2 separate regions of the Zea mays genome follow, and region 2 is linked to region 1. Evidence: chromatin contacts called from public Hi-C data. All regions are on one chromosome and are shown on one strand. The core of a region is the stretch at or near the end of the contact, and the rest is flanking DNA. Distances in the headings are between cores, read along the strand shown.

Evidence for each region. Hi-C and Micro-C count contacts between places; a contact is called where the count stands out from the background.
Region 2: a Hi-C map of ear shows a contact between it and region 1, with 3 times the contacts expected there. The contact joins the promoter of LOC103632776 here to the promoter of LOC100501225 in region 1. A contact is called at or near these places in 11 of 25 Hi-C or Micro-C datasets (ear, leaf, leaf mesophyll and 2 more) and 1 of 3 datasets of contacts at active chromatin or transcription factors (leaf).

What each region holds. Positions count from the first base shown.
Region 1 is chr1:26,849,770-26,852,999 of Zm-B73-REFERENCE-NAM-5.0, reverse strand. LOC100501225 (Zinc finger protein 8) reads left to right here and starts at 1,613. Exons shown (of 1, transcript NM_001196005.1): 1 at 1,613-3,230. The coding sequence starts at 2,100. The coding sequence ends at 3,059.
Region 2 is chr1:27,006,933-27,010,396 of Zm-B73-REFERENCE-NAM-5.0, reverse strand. LOC103632776 (pentatricopeptide repeat-containing protein At1g63400) reads right to left here and starts at 1,444. Exons shown (of 4, transcript XM_020545580.2): 1 at 1-1,444. The coding sequence starts at 1,388. It also overlaps the pseudogene LOC111590642.

The DNA.
Region 1 (3,230 bases), core at 364-2,863:
ATGCTTGCTTCATAAAAACAAAGGTTCGTTGTGGCGAGGCGAGGCGCGCGCTAGCTAGCTACCGCACCTTTCGACATATATGGCAGCCAGCAAGCAGCACGCACGTTGTCGCAGCGCAGATCAGCAGAGCTCTCTCTCTCTCTCTCTCTCTCTCTATCTCTATCTCTCTCTCTCCCATCGCCCGGAAACGTGACCACTACATGGTAGCTAGCGTAGCGACAGGTAGCAGCAGCCGCCCGATAAGGCGATAACAGCCATCTACCTTTCTCACCCTAAAACAATATAATATTCTGGACATAGTGCGATGAGCGCTCAATGCAATCCGTATTGTTCTAGCTGCTGGGTGGGGCCGGGCCGGTATCTATGGTCGATTTTATTTATTTATTTATCTGATATATTTATGTATCTGTTTATTGTAATAGTACGACGTATATTATCACACCATGCTATATATACATCGAAGGAAAGGACGCGCGTCCGCTATTGGTTTCAACGCGCCCATACACATGATGGGGGTGTGCGCTAGCTTTGCCGATATATTTGGCCGCAGCGAACGCGAACATTCCTTTCTTCCCCTCCAACCAGAGCGAACAGCATATGCACCCTGCAAAGCGTGCATGTGTCCAGTAGTACATCAGCGCAGCGCAGGTGGTGAGCCTCTCTGTATCGCTTTAATCATATGGACAGACACAGACACCGCGCGGAGGGGGTGAAAAAACACAAAGTGAGAGCGCTGATGAGTGGCTTGATTATGAATTATGGCGAAAGGGCAAAGGAAAACATAGGATGATGAGCCTAGAGTTGTACAACATCTGCTGCGTGTGCGTCGTCGATGATCATATCGATCTGAGTGCCTGCCTATACATGTAGGCCTATATTCATAAGTTTAGCTGTGTGTGTGTGTGTGGTGACGAGGAGAGATATTTTAGGACGTTCCCATATGGGGTATGGCTTAAGAAAAGAGGGGGAGAGAAATGACCAAGGCACAGACTACTACTAGTCTTTCTGGGAGGGGATGGGAAGAGGAGGTAGAGAGAAACCAGTCACACACACGCAGGCGCACCTAGAGCTAGCTAAGGCAATGCAGCAAGGCACAAGAGGCTATACAATTAACGTAGTAGTAGTATGTAGTAAGGACCACTGCTTGCGAGCACAAGCCTGCCTGCCTGCAGAGCTCCAGATGTAAAGAAGCCAACAGCTATAAAGAGCCTCTCCATAAAACAGCTAGCCAGTACGTACCACCCCCACATATAGCTATGTAGCGCGGCAGGCCCACGCTCAGAGCTTGTCACGTACTACTAGCTAGCAGCTTAGTGTTCACTGATGCTTACACATGCATGCATGAAAGCGCCAGAGAAATGAAGAAAGCAAAGAAAAAAAAAGAGAGAGAGAGGGGGAGATGCATGATGGCCTTTCGTCTCTCTCAGTGGCAGGTACTTGTATTGTTATGAGAGAGCTCAAAAGCCTCCGCCGGGTGCAGTAGTACTTGCCAGGGCTTACTGTGTACTATGTATGGCCGGCCGGCCTGCTGGCCACGTACGCCCCCCCGACCCTTCTCAAGAATTTACTGCATCGCCGAGCACCCCCTTGGCACTTGCCCTTGCCCTCGCTCCCGCCACACCCACATCACATCCCTCCCTCCTAGTCCTAGCTACAACGACCAGCGATATAGTAAGGTGACACTTACCCGGCCTGCTCCACACAGTGCCCCAAGCAAAAACCTATCGCTCCTATACATCTGGCAGTTGTGCCACTCCTTTGAGCAACACATCACACCCTCCCTGCTGCGGGCCGGATCGGAGCTGCAGCTGCCCTTGCTTATATTCCCTGGTCTCTCCTCTCCATTGCTTCCTTCAGCTCCTCGCTCTCCTCAGTCCTTACCATCCATCGATCGCGAAGGAAGGGTGCTGAGGAGGCTTTCCCATGCACCCTCGTTCCCTACTAGCCACACACCAGCTATGAGACACCCCGGCTACTTCCTTCTTGGTACGTACTGGTGGCGGTACTGAAAACTACTCCGCAGAGATACACGAGAAGACGTATAGTTCTGTACCTAGCCAAGCCAAGCTACCTCCCTCGCTCGCTCCACACCTGCCTGCATGGGCGGCGGCGGCGAAGGCAGAGACAGCGGCGGCGGCGGCGGCGCGGCGAGCTTTCGGGAGGCGGCTCGTGACTTCAGCAACGTCGCGTCCTTCTCCGAGCTTCCGTTCCTGCAGCGCTCCGCCGCCCCGCCCCGTGGAAGCCCCCACAACTCCGGCATCCGCATCTTCGGCATCGACGTCCCGCACTCCCCACCGGAGAGAAACTCTAATAAAGATGCCACGGCCGCTACTACTACTACCGCCGCCGCTTCCGCCACGCAGAGCAGCGGCGGCGGCGGGGCCACCACCGACAGCAGCAGCAGCAGCAGCCGCAAGTTCGAGTGCCACTACTGCTGCAGGAACTTCCCGACGTCGCAGGCGCTCGGGGGCCACCAGAATGCGCACAAACGCGAGCGGCAGCACGCCAAGCGCGTGCAGATGCAGTCCGCGATGGCCGCCGCCGCAGCCGCGGCGGCGGCGGCTGGCGGCGCGCACCACCACCACCTACTCGGCTACCCGCAGCACCGCTTCGGCGTCGCAGGCCCCACGGTGGCGACATTGTACCCCTCGTGGCCAACAATGAGGCCTCCAGCTCCAGCAGGCGCCGGTGCCGGTGCCGTCGCCATCGGCGGCCCGCAGTTCTACAGCGGGATCGGCTCGATCGCCCAGCCGATCAACGGGAGCCCCCTCCTCACGGCTGCCGGGCTCTGGAGGGGCCCGCCGCCGCCTGCTGCCGGGCATGGGAACGCGAGCTTGCCGTCGTCACCAGGCGGAGAGCGCCGCCGGCCGGTCGCGCTCTCGTCCTCGTCCCCCGTGTTCCGCGGAGACGATCCGAGGGCTTCCACTTCTCTTTTGGCGGCGGCGTCGTCGCCCTCCTCTTCCTCCTCTTTGCTGCTATCTCCACAAGGTCAGTTTGTCTGTGAGCAGCCTGCTGCCACCACTGCGGCCGAGGGCGTGAGCCTAGATTTGCATCTATAATTGTTTCCTTTTGGTCGTCTATGCTGCTTTTAGCGGACGACGGTGGTGTGAGCCTAGATTTTCACTGAATTCAGATTGTGCATGCCTTGTTTCCTGACACGGGTGCACAAGAATTTCATCTATCAAAGTTTCGGAACTTTTTGTCTGTGTGCATACACATATACAGAAAGA
Region 2 (3,464 bases), core at 195-2,694, 160 kb before region 1:
AAAAAATGATCAGGAACTAAACATCCTTCTGAATATTCAAGAAAAACTTTGATTGCTGCACCAAATTCTCGATTTTTGCAGAAACTGTCAATTACCATACCAATGGTAAAGTTGTTTGGAAAAACATTTCTACTGGTCATATCCATATAGGTTTGCAACATTTCATGTAGCTCTCCAGCCATGCACAAACCATGAATCAAAGTATTGAATGCCACGACGTCATATTCAATTCCCTTATTATCCAGTAGGCATTTTGCCACCTTGAATTTTCCAGCCCTACAGAGGCTCCGGATTGCAATAGTAAAACTAAACATATCTGGCCCAATTCCCTTCTTTACAAGATCAACTAACAGCTTCAGGACTCTAGCAATATCACCAGTGTCGCAGAGCCTACTCATCATAGTGTTATAGCAGAACACATCAACATCCCAGTTGAGTTCTTCACTGCATTCCAGCAATGTCAATGCTTCTGAAAACATCGAGCCACGGCACAAGCAATCGAATAGAATATTCACTGTCTCAATGGTCATGTACACTCCTCTGCTATGCATAACATCTACTTGCCGGAATGCCTCATCCAAGAAACCCATTCTGCACAGGGCAGACATGTAAATATTGTAGGTGACAGCATTCGGCGTCCACCCCTTCGCCTCACTCTCCCCTAAAATTCTTTCCACCTTGCCAAATTCCCCTACACGACAAAGCCCCTGGATGAGCACGCTGTATGAGATGACATCCGGTGCGCATCCGACTTGAATCATGGTATCAAGTAACCTCTCCGCCTCGAGGACCCTGCCCTGCTTACAGTACCCGTGCAGGATCGCGGTGTAGGAGCGGACGGTGGGGCACACGCCTACCTCTAGCATGCTGTCAAGGACGCCCCATGCCTCGTCCAGCCGCTGGGAATCGCAGAGTATCCAAATGAGGCAGTTGTACGTGGCAGCGTCAGGGGCGCACTCCATAGCGGCCATGGTTGCGAAGAAGGCACGATACACCGACTCGGAAGAGGCAGCGTCGATGGACTTAAGCAGCGCGGTGAAGGCGGAGGTGGTGGGTCCGATGCCGGAAGCAAGGAGGGAGAAGGCGTCCAATGCGGCGCTTTTGCTGCCGGAGGCGGCGAGAGAGGAAATCAGGGTGGTGAAGAGTGGCGCAGTAGGCGCGAAAGGAAGGGAGAAGAAGAGACGAAGAACCTCGTCGTGGCGGCCGGCGCGGGAGTAGGCGGACATAAGGGCGTTGTAGGCAGTGGGAGTGAGAGTTGCAGGCACAGCGCCGGCAGGGGGGAAGGGCGAGCGGGAGCGGGAGTCGGCGAGGGAGGCGACCGCCGACAGGAAGGACGTGAGCTTGCGGTCAAAGGGACAGCGGCAAGGTAGGGAGGGGCGGAAGGGCATAGGAGGCGGCGACGGCGGCGGGCGGCGAGGGGGGCAGCACGGGAAATGGCAGGGTTTTTGCTGAGGGGGGTTTTAGGGGAATTTGCAGTTCCCGTCTCAAACGGGCTGCTGGGTCATTGGGCCGAGCCGGCCAGCTGGATTTCAGCCTCTATTGACGTTTGGTTCACATTTTCATGTTTCTTTTATCTTTTCTCCATCTACTATATTAAAGCACTAGTATCATACGTCACATGTAAGACATATAGGTTCATTTTTCTCCGATTCTTGCCTAACAAATATACGTCACATGTAAGACATATAGGTTCATTTTTCTCCGATTCATGCCTAACAAATGAGACATGTTCCTCTTCCCTGCTTCACGCCTAAAATAGGCTTTAAGAAACCACTCAAGCCTAACACGACAGAAAGTCAAATGCAGCTAGAGTTGGTAATGAATCATGTTCCAAATGGTTATTCACAAAATGTTTGGTCCTAAATAAATTTTAGTTTAAAAAGAAATATAAATAGAGACCGATCATAATCTGATTCGATATTAAATCTTATAGTGTAAAATCTAGAGCCCATTGTCACCCCTACACACAGCACAACACTCCCATATAATACCACCCTCGCTAGATGAAGAAGAATAAGCGATTGAGCAGCCTATAAAAAAAGGGGTTGAGTTATTAAACTCATATCTTTCTTGGCTTTTGGCTAAGATAATGTGTAATATTTGTTCTCATCAGTTTAATATCTAGTATGCAGACTATATGTTTAGTCTAATATTAAATTTATTTTTATAGATATATTACATGTCATTGCAAAGCACGATCATTGTACTATTTTTTGAAAGAAATACCGCTGTCAACATTTTTCATTGTACCTTTGGAACCATTACTTTCCTTTTTAAAATGAACCATGTTTTTTCCTAAAAAAACTATAACAACACTTCTTCCTCATGCCATGACCCCGCCCTAAAACCATAACCTCGTTCCTCACAAATACTAGTAGAACTATAAAACCATACAAAAAATATGTTGTCATATTTTTGTCACAAATTTTCCACATTAGTAGAATCTAAAACAAAAACAAAAACCGTTAACAACCATGAGGAATTTCTTTTCAATTAAGTTAGAAAAGAGTTGATTCAATTTATCCAAAAAAATGGGTCTAAAACCTTACAATTGAAAGGAAAACCACTAAAACCCTAAAATAAGCACCATGGCCAAAGATGGTTAACCCAAATCCTACCAGTTATTCCATGTGTTACAATTTATAATCTGTTTGACTTTTCGTACCAAATTTGTTGGGCTCGTCTTATTCATTTTTGCAAAAAAATCAAAGACAAACTTAAAGTATATTATACGGTAAACAAATTCACGATAAAAATGATAATAATTGTTAGATTTTTTAATAAGATGAGTGGTTCAAACTTAGGCTAAAAAGTCAAACAAATTATAATTTGTGACGGAGGGAGTACAAATCATTGTTTTGAGCTCGATAACATAGCCGAGTAGCTCCAATTTTTTGTACTGGACTAAACCCAAACCTCAAAATCACAAACACACCAGTAAGAAAACTTCACGTACCCTTAAGAGATTGTTGAAAATCATTGTGTCCGAGCTGCACTAGAACTCTGCACACACAATCAAGCAAGACAAGTGTCCATGCATGGTGCGGTGCAAAACCAAAGTAAAAGCTATTGGGGAATAAGACCTCTGAAATGACACTTCTAGGAAGGATGCAATGACAGAAGCATTGTCATTGCTCGTCCACAAAATTTCAATAGGGATTCCACCCGAAGAGCCCTACAAAGTGGAGGAATTGCCACATCAATGACATCCCTATTAGGGAGGGTAATGCCCATGAGCATTGTTGGGGACTTGTTCTCAAATGCTATGAATTAAGAACAAGGCAACATAAAATGTTAAATTTCAATGCCCTTCGTCCGCTGAAGCATTATTTCCCCAAGGATGTACTTCGGACGAAGGTTATAATGGCAGAATTACGAAGGTTATACCTTCATAATTCAACTCACAAAGATAATATAAAATAACGTAAGACATAAGGCATTAAAGACAAGTAAATTGGAGATAA